Regions from separate parts of the Danio rerio genome. Here region 2 is linked to region 1. A link is a contact called in public HiChIP or PLAC-seq data. All regions are on one chromosome and are shown on one strand. The core of a region is the stretch at or near the end of the contact, and the rest is flanking DNA. Distances in the headings are between cores, read along the strand shown. Region 1 holds the start of picalmb (phosphatidylinositol binding clathrin assembly protein b). Region 2 holds the start of thap12b (THAP domain containing 12b).

Region 1 (3,319 bases), core at 566-3,065:
AATGAGTGCTCTTCTTAAGGGTGCGTGCTCAAGTGCTCCGGGGAGATGGTGAAGGCTGGTGAGAAGTAGAGTGTTGGATCGGTCACGAGCTGGATTCGGCTGTGGGAGAGACAGAGAGAGACAAGCGTTAGCGCAGGGAGTCATGTCAAATGAAGCTCACTTCCTCCTGTGTGGGGCTGGCTTATATCTCTCCCTGGCTGATGAGGTCCAGCTGTGAGCGATCCGAGGTTGATGAGAGATCCAGCTGGTGTGGATTTGTGCCCAGGGCGACGTGGTATTATATGACTCGCTACATTTGTCAAAACTCTAAACATGCAATTAACAGCAGGCCCATGACATTGTACATCAGTAGGCTGTATAGGACAAATAAAAACACAATTCAGGAGTTTAGAATGAAAATGCTTTTAGTTTGACCTGCAGAATCATCTGAAAACAACAATATTAAAGAAACTTATGGATAGAAAGAAAACAAAAAGCCATTATAATTTACGTGCTCATAAATAAATCGCTGTGGTCTTGACCGTGTTATTCTGAAGTGCGGTTGGCTTGACCGCAGTTAAAATAAGTATTATTTGCTCAATAACCCTGCTAAAAACTAAAGAAAACATGACATTCCAACAAACAGCCATACAGTTACCATGTTTTCTATTTTAAACTATAATAAGCTATAGCTTAAAACTATAGACTAAAGTGGGCTGTGCTGCTCCCACCCTCAATAACCCTGGCAACAGGACCCACTATATTGGCCTCCTGTGTTTCTCTGAGGGTCCTCAGAGCCCCGGGTAGCACCCTGTCAAAGCGTGCATGGGCCTCAGGAAGTGCACGAGCTAACCGTTTGCCAGTCCATGCCAGACACCTGGATGTTGCTCGATTTTACAAACATGTAAAATAAGTGCCCAAGCAAATGTCCAAAATCTTCATACTCATTCACCGAAAGACTGTTTAGACTGAATGTTACTGATGAGATGATGGATGTTTCTTGTATAAATGCACTACAGAATGTTACGTTTACACACATGCTTCAGTCATTCATCATACTCAATACTCACTACTTTTGAAAGGGTTCATTTGTTCTCATACTTTGAGTAATACTTACAACAGATACTTTAACTGTACTTGTACTACATTTTTGAGCAAATATTAGTAGGCTACTTTTACTTGGGTATAATTTTTCAGTACTCTTTCCACCCCTGATTAATAATAATTCAACATTTAGCCGTAATTCATTATTAAAATCAAAATTCATGCTAGTTAATGCACTGTGCGAAGAGATTATGAACAACTGTGTTCTCATTAACTAAAATTAACAAAGATGGAAAACATATTGCAAGATATATTGTTGATTGTTTTTTCATGTTATATGAAATACAGTAACTAACCCCAACCAATGCAACCTTAATGTAAAGTGTTATCCTGAAAAAAATAAAAATGAATAAATAAACAAAAAGCATGTGTGTAAATGACCATGCAGAAGACTATTCTCACGTGAGTAAAGAATCAGCAACGTGTTGCATTTTATTGCTATTTAGCTAACAAAGCATTTTATTATTGTAAAAGGTTAACAGTAAATAGGCGATCTAATGTGTTAAAAATATAAATCTTAAAGTAAACTACAAACGTATATTACTATAGTAATAGACTCCAGACTGTCCCTTTATTTCGAACGGCCTGTGCTAATGTTGGAGGCGTCAGCGTCTGATCCAGGATCAGCAGGAGCAGCAGTAGCAGCATCAGCGGCTAGTGTCCTGTCCTATATTCTCCAGCAGTAGCTCTCATGGAAGAGCGCAGGCCCGCCATTTCCCTGAATGCCGTCGCTGCTCCTCAATCCTGCGGGCTCACGCAAATAAGACAGACGGCGTCCGAACGGCGGGATTAGTGTCGGGACACGAGAGATGAGTCACGAGCATTTACAACCCCGTGAAAATGTAAGAATCCGGCAGGAGAAATCGGCTAACATCATTCGTGGATCCATCATCGTCTCGCGCAGCGGATAACCGTGTGTTCTGGGCTGCTCCTCTGCCTCCTGTCGCCCGCACGAGCTTTGTCTCGGTCTCGCTCGACCTGAAGCCGTGAACACTCTTTACTTGCAGCGTGAATTTCAACATTCGTCCATATTATTTGATTGTCGTTGGCTGGAAAGCGTTGAAGATGTCCGGGCAGAGCATTACGGACAGGATAACCGCTGCTCAGCACAGCGTTACCGGATCAGCCGTTTCCAAAACTGTGTGCAAGGCGACAACGCACGAAATCATGGGCCCGAAAAAGAAACACTTGGATTGTGAGTATTGTGCGGTTTGGTGTGGATTTGCGATGACGGACGGGTGTACAGTCGGTGCTGTGATTGTTATGGCTACCGTTTGAGGCTATTCTACAATAGGCAGGCCCGGGTTGTGCTAAGCTAACGTTAATGTGCTCTTAACAATAATATTGGGAATACAGAGCATTTATGACGAGCTGACATGCTGTACTCAATCTACTGTTAAACGATAGGTGTTTGTTTAGAAGCAGGACAAATAACAGTGGATTGTCATTCAGACTAATCTCATAATGCTTTTTTATTGCTCAGATATATTTTAATATAGATTATGACCTCACGTAGACCGTGGTTAAATGTTAATTCTCTGTTATTCTCAATAGGTACAATTCAATCACTGTTATGTTTTGGTCATGCTGTTGTTGAGCTTAAGCAGGCTGTTTTGGTTGCACACAAGTTGATTTGGATGTGATTCTCGTGTCCATTTGGCGAGCTTTGCAGGTGATGTCAGTTGAATGCTGTGCACCTTCTTTAAGAAGTGCTGGTTTGCTGCCAGTCTAGTAAGTCTGTGCTTGAGAATAGATCTCTATTTACGTCTGTCTCTCAGCCAGGCCCCATCATTCTTTCATTATGTTCTTAAAGTGTTATAAGGCGAGCTATGACACGTTGGAAATACTGTGGTAAGGATTTTTAATGAGGAAACATGAAACCTGAAAATTGTCAGCACTGCCTGAACGCCAGTTATTTGCAACATGAACAGATTTTGTGCTTTTAGTTTTTTCATTATTATACAGTAATAACCATACAGCTGGCCAGAATCTGCTGTTTATTAGAAATGTCTTAATTTTCTGCCTTGTTCTGGGAGACTGAATATATAAATATCTATACTTTTCATCAGCATTTGTAATAAAGTCTATGTAAGGCAAAACAACATTTTCAGTGGGATAGTTTACCCTAAAATGAAATGTCATCACTACTCACCCTCATGTTGGCCCACATATTATTTCTTTTGTGGTACACAAAGGGAAGATTGGAGTAACTGTAGTTCAGTGTTTCTCAACCACA
Region 2 (3,319 bases), core at 549-3,048, 130 kb before region 1:
AAAATGTGGAATAAAGTGAATGGATACTATGAATACTTTTCAGATGCACAATATAGCAGAATAAAAAATATTGCAATGTTACATTTTTCCAGGAACATGCAGCCCTAACTCCATGTGAAAAGAATACTATAGTAACTTAAAATTCATAGTGTAGTGCTTTTAAAACTCTTTGTTAATTATGGATACAGCAGCATTCCATATTATTAAAACTATATAATTATAATAAGTTTGTTTTATCAGAACTATAGTAAACACAGAAATACTGTAGTATAGTTTAGATTTTACTACACTGTAAAACCCAAAAAGTTAAGGTAACTCAAACCATTCGAGGAAACTGATTGCAACAAACCATTTAAGTTAAAAAAACGAATCCTAATGAGTTACTGTAACTTGCTCCATTTGAGTAAAAGAAGCAATTTAAGCACAGTAAAACCCAGTAAATGGAGAACTTAAACCAACTGTGTACTGTAAAACCCAATAAGTTAAGGCAACTCAAACTGTTTGAGAAAATCGATCGCTACAAACCATTTGTGTTAAAAACTGATCTCTACGAGTACTGTGAACTTACTCCATTTTTAGTTAAAGTAATGTGGTATTTAATTAACTCATTGCCTTCAATACGGAGTTTAAAACTCTTTTCAAATGAGTAGAATTATCTTTCAGTAAATTTTGAGTTAACTACACTCATTTCATTTGAGAAAGTTCACTGTTGAGTTTTACAGTGTACTCATGGACGATAACCAGTTTCAAAGTTTACCGCAGTTTAGAACAGTTTAGATTTTAAAACCACAACATTTTCTATTATTATTATTCCTTTTTAACATTTTTTACTACTACTTTATGCAGGCTTTTTAGGGCAACAGTATATCCAGCATAAAAGTCCACTCCACATCAAGAGTCAGCCAATGATTCAGGAAACATCTGAAAAACAAATCACTTATACAGCAACATCCCAACATGCTATAGACCTGAACAGTGCGGTGGTTTAATGTACATTCAGAGAAAAAAAGATACACAATGTCTTTTCAGGTTGTGAGGAAATCTGTTTTTGAAACTAACGAAGAAAGCAAAAGTCAATGATTTATTTTAGTTAATAAGACTGACATGTGTACAGTTCCAACATTATGCACGTTTTCTAAAATGAAAAACATTGGGTTCAGTGTGGGAAAGGTTTTTTTTTTTGCACACATTTAAAAATATCTTTTTAAAGCAGTAACGTTAATCCCAATACTGTGAAGGTTATCATGCCGTCAGAATCTTATACCTACATTTAGTATTTACTACAGTAAATTGTGTTGTATTGTGGTAGAATTTAAGTTGTACAAATTGTGTAATTTGATTATGATTTAGATACTTTACTATAAACAATACAGCATTTTTCAAGTGGGAAAACCAAAACTGACAATATTTACTTTATTTTACTACGTAACCAAACACGCACGATCATGCACAACTTAATAGGGTAAACATCTCGAACATCTATGAAAATAGCACCCCCAATCGACATCAATACAAAGCGTTTTGATATGAAGAATATGATCATGAATAAGTCCTCATGAATAATTAATTAGATATAATGATGCTACTGAACGCCAGTGACAGTGTTATAAAGCTGTAAAAACAGTCGTAACGTTAAGTTACCTCTCTGGATCCCGTGGAAACCTGAAGAAAGCTAAATCGGATTGGGTGCTTTTCCTAGTACAGTTCGGAGCGGCACAAAAATTTGGCATTGTGTCTGATCTGATGAAGACTAAGTTTCTATTAGTTACGATGACACTAAATTAATCATTTCAGCGTTGCAAAAACTGAACTAGGCGCGTAACTATGAGGCACTAGCATTGTTGGCGTGTCTACCCACAATGCAAGTCGCTTAGATCCCACAATGCATCAGCCATACTGAAAGCGGTTGATATTTACGAATCGCTCTTTTGATTCGGATCTTTTCAGTGAATTGTGGAGCCAGATCAGTCTCATAAATAAAATTTTGTCAAATAAAAGTCATACATCCGCAACAAAATTCACATTCACAAAATCCAATTCGTAAATTCAAAACATGATTTATAAATATGAAAATCCAGTTTATTTGGTGAAAATATTAATGGTTTTTACTTTTTTACAAATTAGATTTAGTTGTGCTGGGCATGTAGTATGAATTTCATTTTGTAAATGTAACGTTATTATTTTTGTATGGAAGGTAATTCCAGCGATTTTATTCATTCATTCATTCATTTTCTTGTCAGCTTAGTACTGAGTAGCTTAGTACTGTTAATCTTGGGCCACCACAGCAGAATGAACCACCTACTTATCCAGCATATGTTTTACACAGTGGATGCCCTTAACAATTATAAAACTGTTCGCAAAATATCTGTCAAATGAAAATTGAAATTATTAAATTTTAATTTTCACTGTGTGACAACACCATGTCCTTGTAAAATTGATAAATAAAAAGAAGTTGCCGGTTTAACATTTCATTTTCACTGCATTTCCACGCCAAGACTGATTAAATAATTTAAGTTCATTTTCAATTTCGGCAGATATTTTGTGAACAATGTTTTTTAATGAAGGTGTTAATCTGGTTTTATTTGGATTTTCAATGTTTATTTATTTGGCGACGTCACACCTCACAGCAAGACGGTTGCTGGTTTGAGCCTCGGCTGGGTCAGTTGGCATGTGGGGAGTTAGCATGTTCTCCTTGTGTTCACGTGGGTTTCCTCTGGGTGCGGTTTCCCCCACAAGTTCAAAGACATGCAGTACAGGTGGATTGGGTAAGCTAAAATTGTCCAAAGTGTATGTGTGTGAATGAGAGTGTGTGAGTGTTTCCCAGTGATGGGTTGCAGCTGGAAGGGCATCCGCTGCATAAAACATGCTGAATAAGTTGGCGGTTCATTCCGCTGTGGTGACCCTGGATTAAAGGGACAACAACACAGAAACACACAAGAAACACCAACTAAGTAGAGAGTCGAACCAGCGACCTTCTTGCTGTGGGCAACAACACTACCTACTGCGCCACTGCTTGGTAGTTGAAAATGTAAAGTTTATAATACAAATACAAGCAGCCTGAAGCAGGCCTGTAGCCAGGGGGGTTCTGGTGGTTCCGAAAATCCACCCCACCCCTCACTGACAAACGTCCAGAATTTGTCTAATTTTTGTCCTTCCAGCTGCAACCCATCTCTGGGAAACATCCATACACTCATACACTGCAAACAATTTAGCTTACCTAATTCACCTATACCACATGTGTTTGGACTTGAGGAGAAACAGGAGCACCTGGAGGAAACCCACGCCAACACGGGGAAAACGTTCAAACTCCACACAGAAA

What was found. HiChIP or PLAC-seq counts read pairs in DNA pulled down with a chosen protein or histone mark.
Region 2: an H3K4me3 HiChIP or PLAC-seq map of gastrula embryo shows a contact between it and region 1, with 2.3 times the contacts expected there. The contact joins the promoter of thap12b here to the promoter of picalmb in region 1. A contact is called at or near these places in 2 of 4 datasets of contacts at active chromatin or transcription factors (embryo and gastrula embryo).

Annotation. Positions count from the first base shown.
Region 1 is chr15:22,226,317-22,229,635 of GRCz12tu, reverse strand. It overlaps picalmb (phosphatidylinositol binding clathrin assembly protein b), which reads left to right and starts at 1,815. Exons shown (of 19, transcript NM_001003741.1): 1 at 1,815-2,278. The coding sequence starts at 2,149. All of the region lies in intron 2 of zpld1b (zona pellucida-like domain containing 1b), which reads right to left.
Region 2 is chr15:22,354,288-22,357,606 of GRCz12tu, reverse strand. It overlaps thap12b (THAP domain containing 12b), which reads right to left and starts at 1,798. Exons shown (of 5, transcript NM_001002680.1): 1 at 1,642-1,798. The coding sequence starts at 1,730.